Regions from separate parts of the Mus musculus genome. Here region 2 is linked to region 1. A link is a contact called in public Micro-C data. All regions are on one chromosome and are shown on one strand. Each heading gives the region's core, a stretch centred on a gene start, on an enhancer-like site or on the middle of the called end of the contact. The rest is flanking DNA. Distances are from core to core; before and after follow the strand shown.

Evidence for each region. Hi-C and Micro-C count contacts between places; a contact is called where the count stands out from the background.
Region 2: a Micro-C map of muscle stem cells shows a contact between it and region 1, with 2.8 times the contacts expected there. The contact joins two enhancer-like sites. A contact is called at or near these places in 4 of 484 Hi-C or Micro-C datasets (cumulus cells, embryonic stem cells and muscle stem cells) and 4 of 115 datasets of contacts at active chromatin or transcription factors (acute myeloid leukemia, embryonic stem cells, extraembryonic endoderm stem cells and 1 more).

Annotation. Positions count from the first base shown.
Region 1 is chr9:115,775,106-115,780,413 of GRCm38.p6, forward strand. No RefSeq gene overlaps it. Among named protein-coding and RNA genes, the nearest start is that of D330037F02Rik, 110 kb to the left of the region's middle. Within about 2 kb of position 4,031, at least 7 of the 459 cell types and tissues checked have an H3K27ac peak or open chromatin away from gene starts, as enhancers often do. A contact at or near this core is called in muscle stem cells, where this site is marked.
Region 2 is chr9:115,849,446-115,854,547 of GRCm38.p6, forward strand. No RefSeq gene overlaps it. Among named protein-coding and RNA genes, the nearest start is that of Gadl1, 57 kb to the right of the region's middle. Within about 2 kb of position 1,981, at least 3 of the 459 cell types and tissues checked have an H3K27ac peak or open chromatin away from gene starts, as enhancers often do. A contact at or near this core is called in muscle stem cells, where this site is marked.

The sequences.
Region 1 (5,308 bases), core at 2,781-5,280:
GCTTTCAATGAGTTTAATTAGAGCCGCTCACAGGAACACTGTTGAGAGGTTAATTTGAGGCGAACGGGCAACTAACCTGAGGCTGCACCCTCAAGAAAATGTCTCTGCCTCCCTCAGCAACAAGGAGGCTTCCCACAGATCTTCACAGACAGGTGCAGCCTCAGGAGCCCCTCCCTATGTGCAAACATCCGGGAGAATAGTCACTGGACCATCTGTCCACACCACGGCCAGGATCCAGGTTCTGCTTCCTGTAACAGAGGGTAGAGGGGACAGTCTGAAGCCACGGTCCCAGGACTCCAGGACTCCTGCCCCTGCTGTGGGCTGTGGGATCTTGGGAAGGCTCCTGTAGTACCCCTTCCACACAATAGGAAGATTCACAAACCCTTCCTTCACCGAGTCGCCTTTACCGTTTGCCAGTGAGCTTCTACCTGATGCTCAAGACTGCAGCCGTTCTCAGCATTCGCTGCTGCTAGTCTGAAATGAGGTCAGAACACAAATAATTAATCTTGTTTTTACAAATTATAAGATTGGTGAGGTTCCTTTCAGGAAGAACAATAAAACGGGAATGGGGCTGTTACTTTAGATTATACATTCAAAAGGGAAATCTCGGCAAAGAAGAAGATACAAATTAGAATGTAAATAACATAATTATGCCATCGCACAGCCCCAAGGCTCAACCTAACACAGTGAAGATGGACAATAAGATGGATGGGAATACCTGTGTCTTCAAAAATGACAAGGCTTTGTCTTTCTCATCACCTCCTGAAATGCCCCAGGGAGCTACAGAATGAGCCTCCTGTGGGCCACGCTGCCTTCTTCCCTTCACTGGAAGAAATGCTGACTCTCAGAGTGATTTAGATATTTGGGGAGCAGCTGGGAGGTGGCAGGGATGATGGGAATCTCTCAGAGCAGCGTCTGCATCTGCTTGTGATGTGTCTCCTAGGCTCCCTGCAGACACCTGCCACACGATCTCTCCCATAGCCAGGCAGCACGCAAAGGACGGGGAATGACTGGCAAGCAGACTGTTCCATGAGCCTGGGCATGTGAAGGCAGAGCACATGCATGTACATACATACACATGCACTGCAATGCATATACCACAGAGGCGTCATACACCACGTGCACCACACACATAGCATACACACTACATACACATCACATATCTCATACACACCACCCATACTACACAAACACAATATATACACATCATACAACTACATAGATCACACAAATCATACCCACCATGTATACACCCAACACACACACACACACACACGATACATACTACTATATACCATGTATTATACACACATATACACCCCATACATATAGTACACAGACATACTCATCCAACATCATGTACACCCCACACAACCCACATCACATACACACACCCCATAAACACACACATACTACATATAACACATACCACATACACACCCACACACATCACACACACTATATCACAAACACTATACATACTATGCACACATAAAACGGTGTACCTATACCTCCCCACTTTACATATACACATACTGTACAACACATACAAATACCAGACAACACATACCCGATAACATACACACATACCTCCCACATATCATACACTATACACACACATCACAACATAAACATATCACATACCTACATATATAAACATACACATATGCATGCACCACACACACACACACACACACACACACACACACACACGAATTAGTGACTGAGCATATAGTATGTATTCTTGCTCTTCAACTTCGTCTGGATTTATCCTTAGCTACAGCCAGGTGGGTGCTGCCTCACAGATGCAGATGAGAAAGCAGGGATTTGTGCCAGTTCAGCAGTCACTTACACACTCATATAAGCTCCAGTAAAAACTCAGGCCATGCTACCACTAGTGTTTCCAAACTTTAATACACTTCTAACTTTTACAAGTTTTTGAGCTTTACACACTAGCCACTAATCTTACTGCTGTGACCAAATACCCAATAATAAGCCAATTAAGAGAGAGCGGCTTTGTTCTGGTTTATAGTCCAGATATAAATCAGTCCGTCCTGACTGGCGCAGGAGCTGATAGGAGACATGCCAGCTGATGGGGAAATGGTGACAACAGGGGTAGAGTCCTGTTGTCATGTCTTATCTGAACCCAGGAAACAGCGACTGAACAGGAAGTGGGGCATAATTTTCTAGTCTCAAGGCCCACCCCCAAGGATCCACTTCCCCCAATGAGGCTCCACCTCCTGAAAGTTTCATAACTTTCCTCAATAGCCCCACCAGCTGGGGACCAAGTGTTCTGCACATGAGCCTGTGAGAAACATTTAACGTTCAAACCACAGCAAGTGATTACATGAGAGGGTGGAGATTTTTAAAAGAATCATTGATAAACAAAAATCCATCACTGGTGAGAGACAGAGGTGTATGGCGTCGATGTTTGGAGTTGAAACTGCTGGAGGACTGTGCTAGCTACCTGCTGCTGTCTAACAAAGCACCCAGGAGTTCTTTCATGAGACGGGGATTTATCACCACTCTATGTTTGTGGGTCTCTGTGGGTTCCATGGATCCTGGCTGGCTGGAACATTGCACTGAGGGTCTCAGGTTGGCTGGGTAGTTTTGCTTATGAGTATAATGTCTTGGAGTGCTGTGTTCTACATGAATACTGCCTCTTCCTGACAGTAGGAACTAACTACCATGCATTCAGTGTGTGCGGGTGGCAGAGCTGCCAGAGAGGGAAGCCCAACTAGACTGGAGTCATTTACCTGGCCACACCCAAAGCCAGGGGGTAATGGAGGTAGAGAAAACAGTGAAGCCAACAGTATATCACGTGACTAAGAAGCCAATTGTGTGTCACGTGACTAGAGAAGTGGGGGTTTCTACAGAAAACACAGAGTAAGATAATTATAGAATTAGACCTTGTTCTATCACGAACCTTCTAGAACACCCACAGAAAGCTTCCGTGTCTGTACCAGGTGCTGGGCCTGGCTCTGAGGCCAGGATTGGAATGAACACACCGTGGTGAGAGTAAGGAAAGCAGGGGTCCTGTCGGGTTCCATTTTTACAGAGGGACACTGAGGCCCAGAGAGAGCTTTTTCAGGTCTTTCACTCATCGAACTGCAGAGTGGAGACTAGAACCTGCACCGCAGCGGCTTCCCAGGTCTGCCGATCTTGACTTGGATCAGTGGTTCCCAACCTTTCCTACGGCCTGCCCTGAAGTTGCAAAGCATGCTCCCCGGGGCCTGGGCTATGGTTTGGGGGAGAACATAGCAGGCCTGAAGAACTGAGACTCCCATGAGCACACGGGTGACACAAACACACAATTGGGAGGATGCCCCAGTGTCCCTTGTGTTGTGACAAGACATCCGAAGCAGCTTAGGAGAGGAAGAGAACATGTCAACCAAACCTTCTTAGTCCCTCACTGAGGGACGTCAGGACGGAAGCTGAGGCAGGAACTTCAACTAGAAACCATGGGAGATGCTACTCTCTGGTCCCTCTGGCTATACTCAGCTAGCTTTCCCATGTAGCCCAGGACCAACCGCCTATGGATGGTACGGCCCAATTGGGCTAGGATCTCTTAGATCGATTAGTAAACAAAACAATTCCTCACAGACAAACCCACAGGCCAATGTGATCTAGAAAATTCCTCAATGGAGGCTTCTTCTTTCAGAAGACAATAGGCCAAGTTGCTAATTTATACTGATTAGGACAGGCACAAAATGGAGCCCCCCACCCCCCCTCCAAAAAAAAAAAAAAACCAGGAAACACCTGGGTATGCATTATCAGTCCCAGAAGCAGAAACTGAATTTATAGTGGGATTTGTCATTGTATTGCTCAGAAATCAGATCCCTATGACTGAGTGATGTGCTGCTCGTGGGGGCAGTGTTCAGGCTGAAGACTGAGGATTTATGGTGGAGTACACGCTCTCATCAACCATGACAGGACATAAAGCTGGCCAGCTCAGCTCAGCTATCCGGATGCTGCTTCTCTTTCCGTTGTGATAGCTGACAGCTGCCCAGCAGCCTGCCAGCCCCACATCAGTGCTCAGGAATCCACAGCTCTCCAAGGCCCACTCTGGCTGCCTCTGACACACCCAGGTAGTATGGCCCTGTGCTTCCCGACAGTCTGTGTGACTTCTGTGTAATGGGGGCCTCTGTTTTGTGGCTGGACCATAAAGAGCAGGCGTTACACATATGATCTATGAGGAGTTGTCAGCCAGATGGGAAGTGGTCTGCAATGGGCTTCAGGGACTAGAGAATGACCTTCGGAAAAGAGAAAGCCATGCCTCTGCACACACAGAACACTGTCACAAGCGGGAGGCTGGGAGATCTGACCTCACCCGTCAGCTCTTACTTGCTCTGTGAGGCAGTCTCCAGTTGGTCTGAATTCTTTAACCTCTTCCCAGGAACTCAAGTTTTCATTGAAACTTTAGTAGAGTTTATAAAAACCCAGATGCCCAGGTTAAACTCCCACCATGTTAAGGCAGAATTCCAGGGATCCACGTGCCATCCGATTTTAAAGCTATCTAGGTGACAGCACTGAGAATGGAGGTGGGGTATATCAACTATAGTCCATGGAGATATATCCTTGCCAAAGACAGCAGTGGCTGCCACCATCTAAAACTATCAGAAAACTAATAGAGGAGGTTTACTGTGAGAAATGACGTGGGCATTTAAATCATATTGGTTTGAAAAGGCAAAATAAATCCTGCTTAAACAAGAGGCTGCAAACAGGGTTACTCAGTGGATTAATCTTGGCAAATAAAGGATAAAGAATTAGGAGCCAGGGATGCAGCCCTCTTGGTTGATTACGCACAAAGCCCTGCCTGGATTACATCCCAGGCAGTGCATAAAGCAGGTGTGGGTGCTGTATGCCTGAGAGGCAGAGGCAGGAGGCACAGAAGTTCAAGGTCATCCTTGACTACATAAATAGGTCAAGACCAGCTTCGACTGGAAATTCTGTCAGACAGATTCCTACTGGAATCGGAGAGGTTGGCAGGTCACATTCTTATAGGGCAAAGCAAAGTATTTGGATATCACTCCAAGAGGCCACTAGAAGCTGAACAATTATGCACCATCACATACTGTCTTAGTTAGGGTTCTACTGCTGTGAATAGACACCATGACCGAGGCATCTTTTATAAGGACAACATTTAATTGGGACAGGTTCAGAGGTTCAGTCTGTTATTATCAAGGCAGGAACATGGAGCATCCAGGCAGGCATGGTGTAGGAGGAGCTAAGAGTTCTTTTGCTTTGGCATGAAGGAAAGAAACTGTACAGGTACAAGCAGGGAGCCTTGGCTTTATCTAGAGGATTA
Region 2 (5,102 bases), core at 731-3,230, 72 kb after region 1:
CACACACACACACACACGCACACTTAAAAATAACCCCAAACCTCAGCATTTAGGAGGATGCAGTATGGGGATCACCATGATGTTAAGGCCGCCCTGGGCTACATCTCGAGTTTCAGGCCATCCTGGCCTATACTGTGGGACCTTGTCTTAAGAAAGCAAACAAAGAAACAGAAACGTAATGGACAAAACCGTGGCACTTTGTTAAAGAAAAGTAAAGACAGCATCCGGGCTCAGAGGACTGGGGGCTGGCTTTCCTGCTCTCAGCTCTCAGTCTGGCTTCATTGATAGCTCAAAGGATGGAAAGTTCCCACCCCAGGGATTCTGTGACCCCTGAGTGGGTTCATCACCGAGAACTGTCTCCTCCCAACCCCAGAAAGCATGCATGTCACAAACCCAGCTCTCTCCAGTTTACTTTTCAAGATGGGGGAAATGTGTCAACATGTTGCAGGAACAAGTGTCTATAATAATTAGATTTTTTTTTTCTTGAAAAGACACTACAAAATGTAGAAAGGAATTTACAAGTTTTATTAATTAATAAACTTTTTTTTTTATCAGAAGATGTATAGGGTTGTATCTCTGGCCTCCTACTCCCTTTTCACAGGACTCAGTCATTATTCAAAGCTTTATCGGGTGAGATTTTCTTCATCCGTATTTTCAGTTGTCTCAATGAGAAAGATAAAGCCAGAGCCATGAAAGCAACACTAAGAGATTTCCATGGGGTATTCCATCCTCCCCAGTGGCCAGCTTCTACGCTCACTAATTCATTCGACAAACACTGACAGTCCTTACCTGCTGGGCCCAGACCTATCTATTGAAGTAGACCACATAGAGATGGGGCAGCCTGTGTCCTTGAACACTTCCCACCCTTCTGGAGCTGCTGACCCACAGGGCAAGACTTTGTTTACTGCTCAAATGAGTCTCCTCCTTAGCTCTGAATTAATCACAGCACTGTTTCTTGATCGCAGGTGGCAGGGAAATTTTCCACGTGCCTTTGGCCAGGGTGATGTTTGCATAATGTATGGACTCCGCATGTTTAAACTCCTCAGCGGTAGATCATTAATACCAGGTACAGTTATTGAAATGAACCCCTGAGAATATCTTTAGTTGGCAACCTGAAAGCCTGCCAAGTTTTTAAGGCTTTCCTGACAGAAGAGTGCTACTGATATTTTCTGAAACCGCCTCTTGTAGCCCAGGCTGACCTTGAACTATACATCCTCTCACCTCCACGTCCCAAGCATTGAGAACAGAGATGTGTGTCTCTATGTCTCCTTTATAGGTACTGGGATCCAACCCGGAGCCTGTAAGCCAAGCCTGGTAGGGTACCGGTTGAGTTACATCCACAACCCATCCCTCTGTTTAAAAATATCCATTTAAATCAATAACAAAAATGTCCCCAAAGCAGATAAGAGCCATACAGCAGTCTGAGACAGAATTCATAATAAGTGCATGAAATGATGGTCAATTTTCCATTCTCAGTGAAAAGGAACAGATTAAACAAGACGCAATTTCACACCTCTCAAATGACCAGCCTAGGAGACACTGGAAAATCATAGCTATTGGCAAACAAGACTTTGTAGAGCTTAAAAGCAGCCAGTATTGCTGGGGTGTAAACAAGTTTGGCTACTTTGAAGAACAATGTGGTGATGTTGAGTATTTCAGACGATTTTAACCTCCACATTCCAGAATGCATCTCAGACTGTGGTCCATGCAGCACTGTGGGGCATGCTAGGCCAGCAGCTCAAAGGCCCCTTACTTCGGCTGGTCCTATACATTTACCAAGATGCCCAGGGGCCGTGTAGGAATGTTTCAGGCCAGGAAGGCATCTCTCTTAAGATTTTTCCACACAGAAGCACAGACTTCATAAAACGTGGTTTCAATAGAGTGTATCTCTCCATTCATCTGTCTACCGACCCGTCACTCTATTACCATCTGTTATCTTTCTATCGTCTATCCAGTTTATTATTGGGGCTGGTGACGTGACTTAGTGGTTAAAGGCACTTGCTGTTCTTGGAGTGGATCCAAGTTTGGTCTCATCACTCACACCAGGTGACTCACAGCTGCCAGTAACTCCTGTTCCAGGGGATCTGACACCTCTCACCTCTTCGAGTGCCACCTCCGTGTGGCATGCACACAAGCACACACATGCACATAAATGAAAATAAATCTTTAAAATACTTCTATTAGCTATCATCTAATAACCTCTCATCTATTATCTATGATAGTCTGATTGTCAGCTGGCTGACGATCATTTAGCTTGCTAGCTGTTACCTATATCTAACCAACTGTCATTCATTCATTCATTCATTCATTCATCTTTTAACTCTTTGTTATACATTATGGGTTAATTGTTTACCTATCTATTATCTATCATCTCTACCATCTATCTATACCTATCATCTGTCTATCATCATTATCTGATCATCTATCTATCATGTATCCATATCTGTCTATCATCTTCTAACTGACCTATGGGTGATTTCACTCATCTCTCTCTCTCTCTCTCTCTCTCCATCCACCCATCCATGATCTGACCTCTGACCCATGGGTTGCTCTAGCAGCAGTTAGGCCATGTCAGAGACTGAATGGCCTGTAAAGCCTATGACATTTGTCCATGGACTGAGTTGGGCAGTCTGTACTCAGCGTAAACATTATATAGATTCAGCCTGGGACAATTTTTCGTTGTGGTATTTATCAGGTTTCCAGGTGGAGGCAATTATACACATGCATTTGCAATTCCATTTGGGGGCTTCTCACCTGAACTCAAAATGTAAATTTGAAATTCCCATTTAAGTTTTTCTTTTATCCCGCCTGCTCATGTGCCCATTGTTACTCTACTTAATAATGGAAGTGAAAAGCAGCAGAGGGGAGGATCCGATTTTCTTTGACCCCATCTTCCTGAAACTGGCAGTTTGATTGGAGATGTACCAGCTGTTTTGACAAGACCTGCTTTGCTCTGAAAGAACTGTCTGGACGTGGGATCACGGAGAGGGAAATTAGAATTACTGGTGGCTACAGTTTATGTGACAGGTGCGCTACTGAAAGCCTGTGATAATTCAAAACTCGGGTGGCTCTGGACTCATCCTGGCCAAGAATGACAGGTGTTTCTGTTCATTAACTGAGGTAGGGGCTCTGACCACAATAGCTTAGATAGGGCTCACAACTCCCTCTGTCCATGCCCGTGAAGCACCGTACTTTCTTGTTTTTTTACAGGGAGTAATTGGCACTTGTTTCTCAAGCACACATTACTTGAGATTGCACTTGCATTTCCAAATTCAATTTGCTGAAGGCAATCACTGGAAAGCTTTAGCGCAACCCGTGAAGAACAGAATAGACAGCCTTGCTGTGCACCAAGTCCCAGTCTGCTCTTTGCTGGTGAAACCTTGGAAAGACTGATCTCCACCCCCCCCCCACATTTGGAGGATCAGAGGAGATACTCCCCAGACCACCTAGAAGCTAGGGGTGACAAGTGACTGGATTTTGGCCAACAGGACATGGTTGGAATTGAGATGCACAGCTTTGAGAGAAACACATCTTCTATCTAGTCTATGCCTTGGTTCCTGGAGTAAGAACTTGTAGCTCCCTTTTGCTACTCTGTGGGTTCCTCTTTCTTCTACCCTTCTCCACCCCCTTCTCTCCCCAACCCTTTCAACCTCCTAACCCTAGATAAGAGAGAAAACGGATAGAGGGGAAAGGAAAGAGATTCCTGAATAAAGTCAAGGGTTGGAAAGGAACAACATTATCATTAGACAACTTCCTGCTGTTTGATCTTCACAGAAAGGATATCTGATTTCTTCTTCTTCTTTTCGAATGACTGCTTAACAAACCATGGCTAACAGCAACTGATAGCAACCAACCAACAACCCACCACCAACCAACAATCTACCAACAACCAACAACTCACCAACAACCCACCTATCAGGGCTCTAGCATTTACATACCTTCTGAAAAGGCCCCAGTGTTGGGAGCGACCTTGTTTGAATATTAACTGCCTTAAGTGCTTGCTGGCACAAAGTCTTGGCCTCTGTGGGAAAGTAGTAGCCCAGCTGAGTACAAATAGACATAGATCTTGAAGTCAGTGGATGACAAATAGCTATAAATCTTGTGGATAGGTGCCTAATAACCCATTCTGTTCTGATCTTCCTGCTGAACTGTTTACCCAGTCAATATCCTGTTCCTGGGAACAGGTGCATTACCCAGAGACAATGTGACCACCTTCCACACCCTTCCTGCTCCTATGAGTGAGTATATAACCTGTGTGGGAGAAATAAAAATTTGTCAGCTTGATCAGACCTCTTGACTTGCTGTCCATTCTTCGCCGTCTCTTGTTCCCCATTCTTTTCACAGGTGATCCCCAGACCCTGTTTGACTGTCCTGCGTGTCAGGGCACCCCAGAATTCCAAACATTACATAATCACAGAAACTATCTGTAGGTGGCAAAATCATACCCTTGCTGGAGCACGAGGCAAATCATAGTCAGCTGCTGTGGACAGTCTGAAACAGCCCCACATCCCACATCTGGAATTAAAATGAAAGCACATTCTCAGTGTGTGTGTGTGTGTGTGTGTGTGTGTGTGTGTTAAGAAACCACAATTCTTACTACAGGAACTAGCTGCTCTGACCCATTCAAAATAGGAAAATGTCATAGAGATAGAGGAGCAAGAAGTTATCAGTAGAGTGAACCCCAAGATGATGTCTTGTGCTCCAGTTCTATGTGCTGGCAGGTCTCCAATCTTTTGTTTGACAAAGAAATGTCTGCAATGCTTTCAGTTTCATTTGTCTGCTGCCATGATTTGAATGAAATGACCAACAAGTTTGAACACTTGTTCCCCAGCTGGAAGAGCTATTTTAGAAAGTTCTGGAACCTGTAGAAGGTGGTACCTCTCTGCAGGAAGTGGTTACTAAGAGAAGTCCCTGAGGTTTTATAGCCTGATCCTATTTCCTGTCTTCTCCCTACTTCCTGTTCCACTAAGCTGTGAAGAGATGAGGAGTCCCAGACACACATTCTCAGGTCCATGGAACTGCATGTTTTTCCCTCTATGTTGGACTGTACCCCTCACACTCTGAGCCCAGATAAACTTCCATCCTTCACATGTCTTCTTGTC